Linked DNA regions of Hordeum vulgare: region 2 is linked to region 1. Evidence: chromatin contacts called from public Hi-C data. All regions are on one chromosome and are shown on one strand. The core of a region is the stretch at or near the end of the contact, and the rest is flanking DNA. Distances in the headings are between cores, read along the strand shown.

Region 1 (6,701 bases), core at 928-3,427:
TCTCTTAGTCTCTCACTCTCTCTCCACCTCTCTCCTCTCTCTCTATGATCTTCAGTACAATGATCTCTTCGGTGACCTATTCATAATTTTTGCGACGTGTATGTTGGGATCCGATGAATTATGAGTTTATGATCAAATTGTTAACTAAAAGTAATTGAGTCTTTTCTATGACTTTATAGCTATGTACGATTTCCGATCTATGAGTTTTCTTTGACCAAGTTAATGATTAGATGTTTAGAAAAAGTGATGCATAGTAATAGGTTCAACCTTGCGGTATCATCCTCTATAACAGGAGGAGTAGCGAGACACGTATTCGTATAGTTGTTAATAAGGATAAAACGACGGGGTTTGAACATATTATCTCGTCTTACTTTGTCTATATTATGCCATCATGTTCTAAGCATTGCTTTTTGTATTATGAACTTAATTCCATAGATACATGATGTATAGTGTAGATGCAGAATCGTTTCGGTCTAATCGTCACGGACATATTGCCTATATATTGATCATGACATGAATATTGTGGTAATCATTTGCTATTCTATCAATTGTCTAGCAGTAATTTGTCTACCCACCTTATAATGCCAATGAGAGAGATGCCTCTAGTGAAAGCTATGCTCCCCCGGGTTGACTCACTTTGTATATTTACTAGAACTCTAAAAGTATACTCATAATTAATCATTGCAGTTAATGAGTATAAGGGGATTGACAATCCTTTATCCATACTGCGTGCAAGTATTTATTTGTGTGTGTGCGAGTATCGTGGATCATTCGTTTGTGTGATCTTCTATTGGTTCAATAAATCTTGGTTCTTAAGTAGGGTAAATACTTTCGGCTACTATATTACATCATCCTTTCTCTTCGAAAAAAAAATTCTAACACCATCACAAGTAGCAGCTACCTCTAGTTTCTTGATGTAGAGCAAACCACCGGGACGACGGACTATGCGTCTTTGTTCTACACAACGTCGTATGGGCAAAAGGTGGCAGGGCCTCCGGTAGGGGCGGCCATTTTTTTGGTGACAACCGTGAGCTAATTGACCTTAGTGCACTCTTTGGGCTCGTCCTCGAGTTTGAATGGTCAGACCATTCCAAATTTTTCAAGGGTTATTAAAAATACCAATCTGCATGGGAACAACAGTTGGATCTTACAAAGGATGTCGGAGTTGGCCGCTGACACGTTCTTCCAAGCTTGTGTGGATTTTCTGTCCAGGTTCGTTAGGGCATTAGTATCACAGATATTGTCGAAGACTCGCATATTGGATCAAACTGAAATTTTACAGGGTTGTTGTCGACTTAATTTGGCACAATCCGTCTCGAGGAATCATCAAAATGATGCCCGAGAAGGTGGCAACAATGAAATGGGTATGTTGCGTAGAAAATTCGGCACGTCACACACATGCTATGTCGATGTTGAGCCATCGACCTTCATGGTCGATCCTCCATGGACCATGTTGAATTAAAGTTGATGTTGATGAAGCATCCCATCTGAACATAGAATACATGTTAAATATTTTTTAAGAGACGTTGAAACCAACTTTTGAATGTTACAATTTTTTTAATACATTAATTGAAACTTTTATAAATATTTTGAAATACTTGTGTAACTTATATTGAAATGCAGGAATTTATATATAAATGTACTGAGTGTTTTTTAGTGATATGAGAAGTTTATATTGAATTATATTAACAATTTTTATATTGTATAAAGGTTTTGTCGAATGTTATGTAAAATTTTGAAACTTGCGAATATTTTTTAAATGTTATATACATTTCTCTTAAATGGTACAAACATTTTCTAAAACCTAAACTTTTTTTGAACTAAATGTTATGTTTAAAACATGTGATTAACCCATCACATGTGTATTTAGTATTTTTCATAATTTAAAATGGAACACAAATATGTGTAACATCAGCATGATGAAAACACATGGTTACTAGGCCAGCTCACTACCGGTGCGAGCTTGACTTCCATATCATGACATACAAGACATAGACTTGCCCACCTACAACTTACTAGGGAAACATACAGTTTTCAAGCCGTCGAGGTAGAGTGTGGCCTGGCCCGTAAAATTTAAGAAACATCATCTTTACTACAAAACGGATCTGGCACTTGAGGCGTAGCGACACCTCGGACTTATATGGTATGGTCGACATGAGTCATTGCGAATGCGCACCCTCCCATCCCGTGGCGTGTTAGTTTGGCCGGCCCATTTGCGGGCCTAGACGGTCCCTTATTTTTTTTCCATCTTTACTTTCCCTTTTTTGATTTCCTGTTTTTATTTTATTCAATCTTAAAAATAATCTGGATTACAAAAATGTTATAAAATTTCGAAAAATGTAAATTGTCAAAAAATGTTCTTGAATTTTAAGAAGTTCACTATTTGAAAAGGGGTGAACATTTTTTTATTTTAATGAACAAAGTATTATTTAGAAAATTAATTTTATGATCATTTTTTAATAATGATGAACATTGTTTTGTATTTAATGATTCTTTTTTGAGTTTGATAAACATTCTTGGAATTTATAAGTAAAATTTGTATTCAAGAATATTTGTTTAAAAACTAGAAGAAGTTTTTTGAATTCAGTGAATTTTTTTTGAATTTGGTAAAGAACGTTGAAATAAATCAACCAATTCCGGGTTTGTGAACATTTTTTAACTCAATGAACAAGATTTTATATTTTGATGAACATTTGTTCAATCTGATGAACAAAAAATAACTTAGATCAATTTTCTAAATTGTTGAACATTGTTTTTACATTGATGACCATTTTTTAATTTGATGAGAACAACAATGTTTGCAAATTTGGAAAGGAAAATCGTTTTTATAAAAACAAAGTAAATAAGAAAAAAGAGGAACGAGATGGATGAAGAAAAAACACAAAAAGGAAAAAGGAAAATACCCGAAAAATGGGCTGGATCATACGAACGCCTAGCGTGCGAGGGACTGCATGTAAGGTCACCCGCGGCCGACCACAAGTGGGCACTACAAATAGGATGCCTCGCGACGCCTATAGCGCCCACAAGTGGGGAGCTCGTAGCCGGTGCCCATGCACCCTGCCAATTGGGCCGGCTCAGTTTCAGAGTTGAATTTTCTATAAAAAAAAAACTGAACACAAAAAGTTCATAAAAGCAAAAAATGTCTTATAAATTTGAAAAGAAATTTCACGAATTTGAAAATTTTCACCATGGTCTAAACAAAACGTTCACAATTTTTTAAAATGTTCATGGATATTGAAAATTACTTCAAGAATTTGGAAAAAGTTAATCAAATTTGAAAAAGTTCACATATTACGAAAAAAAGGTCATTAATTTTGAAAATAAAAGAATCTATCAATTTTGGAAAAAGGTTAAATGACTTTAACAAAAAAGTTCATCAAGTTTGAAAAATAATTCATCAATTTAGAAAAAAGTTTCATATATTTGATAGTAATATTCGTCAATATTGAAAAAAGTTCAAATAATTTTTATTAAACTTCATTGGATCTGTAAAAAGTTCATCGTGTTTGGAAAAAAAATCTTAAATTTGAGTACAAATTTTGTGGAATCTGAAAAAAGGTCATTGAATTGATTTTTTCGACCAAATTTGAAAAAGTCCATCAATTTTTAAAAAAATGTGACAAAAAATCATCGAATGAGTAAGAAGAAAAAATAAAAATAAAACAGAAAAAGAAGAAAATGAAATGGAAAAAATGAAAAACAGAAGAAACGAAAGAAAAGATGACAAGTTAAAAAAATGATGGAAGTAAGCGCATCAGGTGTCCTTGGCGGCTGGTTACCACGGCTCGACCTGGTTGAAGAGATTCCGCGTTCGAATCCCATCTCTAGCAGCGGGCTTTCTGCAATTTAAATACACGCGACGGACGAAACAAATCGAGCCCAGCAAAGACGGCTGCAGCCATCTGTTTGCAAAAAGTTCATGTACTGTGGCGTCAAATAGGATTTTCCCCACAACTGAGCCTACCAACTTTGGGCAGCTCGCAATGTGCATTTATTTCCTGTATTGATTTTTTTTCATTTACTTAGTGTTGCTTTATTGTTTGATTTTCATTTTCCTTTCATTTTTTCTGTTCTTTCATGCTTGTTTTGGTTGTCTTTTTTAGTTCTTTATTTTCCTTTTTCTATTTCTTATATTAGTACAGGCTGAACAATTTTTAATACACGATGAATTTTTCTTTGAATAATCACTAATGTTTTCTACACACAGCGATCATCATTCAAATACACATTGAATTTTTCTAGTATATGATAAATATTTATATTTTATACGATCAACATTTTTTAATATATGGTGAACTTTTATGTAATATACACTGAAGTTCCTAGAAGTGCACACCCAAAATCTTTTTTACGTCCCTTTAAATAGTTTTTATTGAATCTCTTTAAAAAGTCTAACAGTCGGCTTGGTGAAGAAAAAAGATAAACAAATCAAAGAGAAAAGGGAAAGCATACCTTGCAAACTACTCCCTTTGTTCCTAAATGTAAGTTTTTTAGAATTCTTACTAGGAAACTATAGACGGATGTATATGGACATACATTAGAGTGTAGATTCATTCATTTTGCTCCGTATATAGTCTTTTAATGGAACCTTTAAAACAATTATATTTAGGAACGGAGGGAGTAGGTGCACGAAAGTATAGTGAGGGTATTAATAGCTTGGTTCTCGCGTGCCCTCATGGACAAAATCACTAATTGAAGAGCATAGCTTTTAAAGATCGCTCCCACCTTCCCAAGTTGCAACAAATGACGCACTGCATGCTATCACTTTCGTAACCTAGGAGTTTTTTTTTCGTAGATCCTTATTTTTAAAACGTTTTATTTCCTAAACTATGCCTCCAAATCTCGAACCGTTTTCACTGAGTTTTTTTCGTAGATCCTTATTTTTAAAACGTTTTATTTCCTAAACTATGCCTTCAAATTTCGAACCGTTTTCACCATTGAATTCCTCGCGTCGATATCTTCAAAACTAAATCCCATGTTGATAGGTTTTGATGATTTTTTTCATGAAAAAACCGACCAAAAAATCATGCCTCTCGCGATAGAAAAAAGAACAACAAAAACATGTTTTTTCGCATTATTTTCCTTTTGACCAAGGAAGGCAAAATTGTGCCTCTCATGGGAAAAAATACATGTTTTTTCCTTTACGAGAGGCTCGGACGTGCCTCTCGCGAAGATAAAACCATGCCTCTTGCGAAAGCAAAATCGGGCCTCTTGCCAAAGCAAAATTGTGCCTTTCGTGAAAGCAAAACCGTGTCTTTCGAAAAAAATAGAAACTCGTTTTTTGTTTTCGAGAGGCACGGGCGTGCCCTCGCGAAGGCAAAACTGTGCCTGTCGCGGAAGCAAAGTCATGGCTCTCGCAAAAAAAACGGAAAACACATTATTTTGCACAATAATAATTGATAGTTTTTCGTCAAAAAGCTAAGAAAGACCGGTGGAAAATCAAAACACCAAAAAAATAAAAAGAAAAGCTATTGAAAAAGCCGAAAACATGTGCAGTAAAATAAAAACGTAATTTGGAGAAAGCACTTAAAACGGGATACGTGACGGTGGCTGAGAATGCACCAAGTGGCGACGCGTGAAAGTGCTCGTTGGGTTCCCAAAAAAGTTTGATAACTAGCTGCTCTCTCTACTGAATGACAACGGGCGTCCAATAGGGCATAGTGCAGGCCGGACCTCATGGCATGTTAATTCTCTCGCCCGCGACAAAGAACGCGATGACGGCTCGCATGCAGTGACTTCGGATCTAGGCTTGTACGCGTTGCTTTCAGTATAAACATTTTTAATTATTTGAAATGAACATATTTTTGAAACACATGAAGGTTTTTTATAATGTCATTATTCTTTTCTCAATTGTACAAAACATTATTCTAAGATAATGTGGAATCCCTTTTAAAATGGTGTAAATATTTGTGAACATTTTTTGGGAAAATGGAAACATTTCTTTACTATCACAAACATGCTTGTTGAATGTTATCAACACTTTTTAAAGTTGCGAGAACATTATTCTTGCACTGAACCTACAATATTTTTATTATGGTGAATTATTTTGAAGTATAATTAAAATAATTCTTTCTCTCTCTATATATATATGTATATATATATATAACACCCTTTAAGACCTTATTCTACTGACACCTAAGTTATTCTGCTAACACCTTCACCTACTGGTGTAGCTAAAAATTAACCACCACATCCTACCCCGCCACCTATCCCACTCCTTCCTTCTACCCGCAACCACCCCCACTACGTATCTCTGTTGGAAATATGCCCTAGAGGCAATAATAAAGTGGTTATTACTATATTTCCTAGTTCATGATAATTGTCTATTATTCATGCTATAATTGTATGAACCGAAAACCGTAATACATGTGTGAATACATAGAACACAACATGTCCCTAGTGAGCCTCTAGTTGGCTAGCTCGTTGATCAATAGATGATCATGGAGATTGGATGTCATTGATAATGGGATCACATCATTAGGAGAAATGATGTGATGGACAAGACCCAATCCTAAGCATAGCACTAGATCATATTGTTCGTCTGCTAAAGATTTTCTAATGTCAAGTATCATTTCCTTAGACCATGAGATTGTGCAACTCCCGGATACTGTAGGAGCGTTTTGGGTGTATCGAACGTCACAATGTAACTGGTGATTATAAAGGTGCACTACAGGTATCTCCGAAAGTATCAGTTGGTTTGG
Region 2 (6,829 bases), core at 3,091-5,590, 160 kb before region 1:
GTTTAATGACACATATGTTGTAATTAATTACCAAAACCACCTTAGGGAGAACTTGTGCTTTCAACTATTTACGTGTGTTGGATTTTATTTGGTTGTTGCCAATATTTGTGTTGCATGTTAGTTTGAATTGTATGAACGTTTGTTTATGTGTATTTATTTTATTTTTGTGCTGGATTGTCCAAAGTGCGAAGCCGAGTTCTATCATTGTCTAGAACTTCACTCCCACTGCCAAGGTAAGTCTACATCTTGATCATACATGTTTTTACCTATGTTTTTATATGCACATAGTCCTTTTGTGGTAGGATTTCATGGTAGGAAACTTTGCGGGATGGCTACCCTTGCACCTAGTAGTTCACATGAGGTAGGTCTGACCCATACAAACCTTGTCGCCACCATAGATGTGGATTGGGGAGGGTTTTCACATTGAGACATGAGTGGAAAAGTAGTAGTCGGGACCAATACTTCTAATGAAATACCTAGGCGGAAATTGGTTTGAATGGTGTCGAAGTACAATGGGAGCATCCATGGGGAATCCATGTGAGTGTACACTAGTGGTCTGTCCGCCCAGGCTCAAAGGGGTCAAACGTGTTTTCATGTCTATAAGCTTGCGTGTGCAGCCACAAGCCAATATGTGCTCTGGCTTAGTTGAGTAGATGGTATGACCTCTTCTAGGATAGGCTAGCATATGTAGATGATGTAGGTGTACCGGCCAATCCATGGGTTAGGGGAAATACTTTCGAAAAACTATGTCTCGATCTTCCGATCAAGGATGTGGTCGAGTCTTGTGGGGAAAACTGTGCAACCTCTCGAGAGTGTCAATCTAATCGATTAGCCGTGTCCCCGATTACAGACAACTTGAGTTTTAGTAGTGGAAATGCCCCGGAGATCTCACCACTCTTAATTTAATCAAGTGGGTATTGAGACAACTTTGGGAATGGAGTGAGTTGGTGTTTGCATCTCAGTCTTATGATATTTGTAGAGGTAGAATAATTATTTTTGTTAAGGAAATACCAGCTTTACGCAAAACTAAACTTAGAGTTTTCCACCAGCTAAATTGCATGTACAAGTAGGCTCATTATTCTCTTATGATGTGACTTGCCAGTACATACCATGTACTGACCTACGCGGCTGTAACCTATCATGTTGCAGAATTATCCGACGAGGATTAAGGTGTGATAGATCGATGTTCTACACTCAACTTTTGCTTGTGGAGTTGATGAACTCGTTACACTTCTTTGCTTTCGTAGTATTTTGTTTTATTTGGCCTTCTGCCACACTACTATAATAAGTACTTTATTCCTGAACTACTGTTGTAACAAAGATGTGTCTTATTTATGTTATTTCATTGAGTATTGTGTGTGCTAGCAAGTTGATCCAGGGACTAGCACAGTAAGCACATAGATTCCGATTCTTATCGGATCGGGTCGTTACATGGACGTAGAGTTTTTGAGCCCGAGCTCAAATGAGCTTGGGTGAACTGTAAATAAAAAAAACTGATTTTGTGATAAACATTGAGAAAAGTATTAAGTCCTTGCACAAAATCGTCATAGAATCACATTCCTAAAAGGCACGGCAAAAAAATCAATACTCTGAAAATGCCACTTTCAAAAGTATTTTGAAGCACTGAATTTGTTTTTTTATGCCTTATAGTAATATGATTCATGGCAAATTTTTGCAAGCACTTAAAACTTTTGTCAATGTTTATCAAAAAATAGTTCAGATTTTTTGCTGGGAAGAAGAGGACACTTTGGCACCATCTTCATTATTTTCAACAATTCTTGCTTCCAACATCATTGCATCGCTTCCATCTCTGCACGCCCATCAGTATGTAGCCCCAAAGCTGCCGTCTGCGTAGTCGCCGCTCCCGGTTCCAATGCAGCTTGCTCACCCTCGTTTTGCAAGTCCGAGGGCTCAAACTTGTTCTAGCATTTAGTTGAATTCTCATTTTTTTGCGTTGAGTACTGGTTGTATTGTCATAATCGTAAAATCGCATATGGTACTCCCGCCGTCTCATAATATAAGAGTGTGTTTTGTGGACCTGGTTTCGTTATGAGTGATTGTGGGTGGACCTTATCTAAAAGAAAATTTATATACCCGCCTTCCTCGTCTGAAGGAAACCAGATTCATGGAACAAAGACGAAAGACGAAAGATACTACTATATGCAACGTTTTTTTTAGCTGTTCTATGAGCGACGTTACTTCCCCGGAAAAAGAATATATGCAATGTTACGTAAAGGCAAACCAGCGCACTCAAATTAACACACCATCATAGATGCATGATTTGCTATGATGAAGGTTGAAGGGCCACCTTGATTAGATCCACCTAGCCACCTACATATGTGTTGGCCCATCTGCTTGTCCTCTCAAACTTTAGGTTAACTATCTATCCGTGACCATGGCATGTTTATCTTGATGATAATTACTTGAAGATAAAGACTTGGTGACAACTGATAGGCTTTCCCTTCGTTCGTAGGGTCCTAGACTACATCTGTAAATGGTCCCTTTTGGCGATTATATGTTCAGAAGATGGATAGAACGATTGGGCAAGGAGTTGGATGGATGGATGGATTTGTATGTACGCCGCTTTCCCGTCAGTTAACAGTGAACGCATGATCGTCCTTCTTTTGTTTTCTTTTGAAAAGGGGATCACCTCGGCCCCTACCGATCAACCCTACACATGGATGATGCATTTCCCTCATGAACTCCCTGGAAACAAGCGATCTCCATGAACCGGGACCCGTTGCATCCGATGCTCATCCGATGCAAGATAATGCACACCTGCACGCTCCAGTTATCATCCATGCATTGCCAAAGGCATTGTTTGGACGAACAGGAACCGGTCCCAGTCCAGTCGGATGAGCATCCATCGCTCTCTTGATCTTGGATCATTTTCAGGTCCATCCAAACCTCCAAGGAAATTGCCAAACATGCCGTCGATGTCCTCTCAGAAACCACAGCAGATATATGCATCTCTGTGTTTCGCACGGATATAAACAATGCGGCAGTCCAATTTCACCATCTAAAATATCCAGGTCGGCATCGAGCACCCATGGGCCAACCAAAACCCATCCAAATTCACCCTCCACTACATACACACACACACCATCATCTTTCCAAACGGGCCGCAAAAGAAAATTGCAGGCATTCTAGGGTCGCCATCCCCAATGTGGAATCCAACTCCTCGCCGAAGAGGCAGGCACATCATCATCATCATCATCACGCGTGTTCCTTGCAGTAGATTCCCACCCTTTGGCTTCTCGGGGCCGCACGCAGCGCGCAAGTGGTGGCGCCTCCCTTTCATGGGGGCTCGCCTCCGGTGCATGCACAGATATTATCCTCAAATGGTAAAAGAAACAGGAGACATGGAGCATGTATCGATCGACATGCAATGTATATTATCCTATAGATTCCACCACTCGCCTGCTTTGCTACCGCCTCCTTTTCTTTTCTGATGTGGGGCTGGCCAATGCCCAATGGTGGTGCGAGATTGGATCGCTTCGCCATCAGGCGAAATCTAGTGCGCCTTTACTACTGGCAAATATCGACGCTGATGATTGATTGCTGCGCCTGTTGTGTTGTATTGCTAGCTGCACTTGCTTCGTCCGGTATTGGTGGACGCATGCATGCGTCCGATTCTTACGAAGGATCTACTCTACGTGCCAAAAGATACTGGCAGTAGTAAAACAGATTAAATCAAATCATTGGTCTCCAAGAGGTAGTACATCCCATCGATGTTTGCTTGCATTTGCATGGCTTGCCATTCGCCCCCACTGCCGATGATGCAGGGAGGGAGGAGCGAATCTGACAGGTTTTGGCATCCAAAAGAGTACGAGGTTCACTTCTTGGGCATTAATTTTCCACGTTACAATCGATCTTGGATTCGTCCTCAAAAAAGAAAAAAAGGAAAATAGATCTTGGATTCTTGGTAGGTGGGTCGATCCGAGGAGTCCCATCCATCCAAATGATTCATTCATCCGCGGGCAGTGGTAGCTGAATCGATGGATCCAAACTTAAGTGGCCTCACTCTCACTGCAACCTTCTCTGCTTGCAGGTGCAGGCATTGATTGCTTCAGCTATACTGTGTGCTAGGCTGCTACAGCTACCTCGCGCTCCATGACAAACAAGCCGTACAACGATCTGACAAGGATCGTTCACGACATATTTGGGCAGCGGTGGGGTCTCACCATGGTCAACATTTGCAGCCAACAAAGTTAGCGCCCACAGAGAGAGAAGGGAAGCAGTCGAGAGGGTACAACGATGGCTCACAGGGTGCTTAACTAGCAAGGCTCGAGCCATGCATCGCCACGTCGGAGATCGGGACAGATCACGGGAACGGGACAAACGATCGACGACGCACCAAGCCGTGGCACCGCTAGCTGCGCGGATGTGCTGCGTGTGCTGTGGCCTATGGTGCGTGCCATCACGTGAACCCGAGCGTTGGCCGCATGCGCCAGGGACTCCTCAAGTAAAAGGAAAACCATTGGCTTCGGTTTTTGGTACCAGGCAAGCTGCCGAGGCGTACGTGTACTCTACCGACACCGGTAGCGCTAGCGCACATGCATGCGTGCAAGCAGCTGATCGTCCTTTGCATTGCATTGCATTGCTCCTGCACCTGCAGTCCACTCGGGGCCGTCCGAGGGTACGCAACGTTTGGAGGCACTGTACATATGTAATATGTTTGTGCACTCGCTTTTGCTATTGGTAAGTTGCATGAATTTGCAGCCCGTGTCGGTCGATTTTCGTGTGTGTCATCACGTGGCAAGCGGCAGCGAGAGGCTGACCAAGAACGATCCAGAACCTATTGTTAGAGATATACTATCTGTATTTGATAGTAGAGATTGCCGAGGATTAAATATAATTATTTCCATTTTATCTTTAAGAAACGTCTTGTCCTTTAAATCTTGTACTTAATATATAATCGTCCTCGAAGCTTAATAATAGTCAATGCCTCTTTATTACTTCCACACCGATGAACGGGGGAGAAGGTTGATTTGTTCGATGTGGTGCAGGGTCGTAGATGGGTGTCTCAGTAGCTGCAGTGGCGGAGACAGGCCTAGGGCAGTTGGGGCTATAGCCTAGGCCTACAAACAATAACATTTGTAATCCCTTCTTACAAAATATATAGAATCACTAGAATGCATCATTTAAGTTTTTTAGCCCTAGACGTAATCTGGTACTAGTTTCGCCTCTGAGTAGCTGGAGAAGAGATCGGGGTTAGATGAATGATTGGAGGTAGCGACACATTTACTCATGTGGTGGTTTGAGCAACGTAAGGTGGTGAGAGGCACGCGACAAATGCATCAACGACACTGCCGCGGGTGTGGCTGACAACGGAGACAGGCCCGGTGCAACTACGCCTAGTGTTCTAGGCCAAATAACAACACCCCTTTGTAACTCCTTATAAAGGACTCTCTTCGTCCCGAAATGTACGGCGTTCTTTGTTCAATGTAGTGCAGGGTCGTCGATGGGTGTCTCGGTAGCTGGAGAAGAGACCGGGGTTAGAGGAATGATTGGAGGTAGCGACACATTTACGGATGTGGTGGTTTCAGTAGTGCAAGGTGTTTAAGAAAAGGAGGATCACCTCCAGTCTATGTATCATGATGATGCATGCAGTCATTTTATTAACAAACGGAAATATAGGTTCCACACAAGTGTAAAATCCAAAAGCGTTCACATAATGAACTCATTAAAGTAAAAGCAAAGTAAATGTCACATGCGGCTAAAACAATAACAAGCATAGATGACTAAACACCTAGGCTATTAGTTAGCCACCATCCAGACCAGTTGAAGATGCCTGTGATACCGTCTTCCACCGGTTGTATCCAATAGCCATAAGCTCTCTAGACTTCACAGTTGTGAGTAACAACCACGTATATATCCATGTCGTAGCTCTATAGATAACCCGCAAAAAATTGATAAAGTTTTTCCGATTAAATATGATATTATTTCTACAGTTTCATATAAACCAGAATAAAGCACATATCCTTATTCAAATATAGCCTGCATTATTTATATGCACTCCATTTAGCCACGGCCCAAATAATGTGTTCATACTACTTGAAGGGCCAATGTTGAAGGCTATATGTAAGGTCCGCCAAAGTAATGCAAGATGGTGAGAGGCACGCGACAACTGCATTGAAGACCCTGCCGCGGGTGTGGCTGACGACGGAGACACGCCTGGTGCAACTACGGCTACAGTTCTAGGCCTAGTAATAACACTCCTTTGTAACTCACGCCCGGCTCGTGCGACTCGCGCGGGCGACCTCGCCTAAATTTCGACGTCCACTGCTTCGGACCGTCGATATAACGACTAAGATGCGGTCCTTTCCGATTTAGGGAACGAGGCCCCAAAATGGAAAGAAGCGCATCTAAGCGTTTCGCAAGCATGATAACATACCACATACATAATAATAGAATGACAAATAGGGAATCATCTACCATCTCATAGATAATATCAGAGTTTACATCACACAAATATTCAGACAAGGTAGTTCCACTACGGACTACATAACATGAGAAAAGGTTATGCTACCCTGCATGCTTGCCCACGATCACGACCATGCCTGAGTCTTCTGGATAGTTCACGTACAGGCGGTCGTTCTCCTCATCGTATTGCCACGCCAGCTGCGTGCCATCGGGATCACCTGTGTCGGGCGTACCTGTACCTGTTGGTGTGTTGAAGTAATCTGTGAGCAACGGGGACTCACCAATCTATGACCTCGGTGCCAGAACTAGTCAAGTTATTAGGTAAGGAAGGTTCAGTGTTAGGTTGCAACATCCTAAGCATTTATGGTGGCTAACTTACGTAGAACAAGTTATTGAAGGTGGT

What was found. Hi-C and Micro-C count contacts between places; a contact is called where the count stands out from the background.
Region 2: a contact with region 1 is called in a Hi-C map of seedling, with 6 times the contacts expected there. The contact joins two enhancer-like sites. A contact is called at or near these places in 2 of 6 Hi-C or Micro-C datasets (leaf and seedling).

Annotation. Positions count from the first base shown.
Region 1 is chr5H:408,333,822-408,340,522 of MorexV3_pseudomolecules_assembly, reverse strand. No RefSeq gene overlaps it. Among protein-coding and RNA genes, the nearest start is that of LOC123396787, 99 kb to the left of the region's middle. Within about 2 kb of position 2,177, at least 3 of the 3 cell types and tissues checked have open chromatin away from gene starts, as enhancers often do. A contact at or near this core is called in leaf and seedling, where this site is marked.
Region 2 is chr5H:408,495,507-408,502,335 of MorexV3_pseudomolecules_assembly, reverse strand. No RefSeq gene overlaps it. Among protein-coding and RNA genes, the nearest start is that of LOC123396787, 62 kb to the right of the region's middle. Within about 2 kb of position 4,340, at least 3 of the 3 cell types and tissues checked have open chromatin away from gene starts, as enhancers often do. A contact at or near this core is called in leaf and seedling, where this site is marked.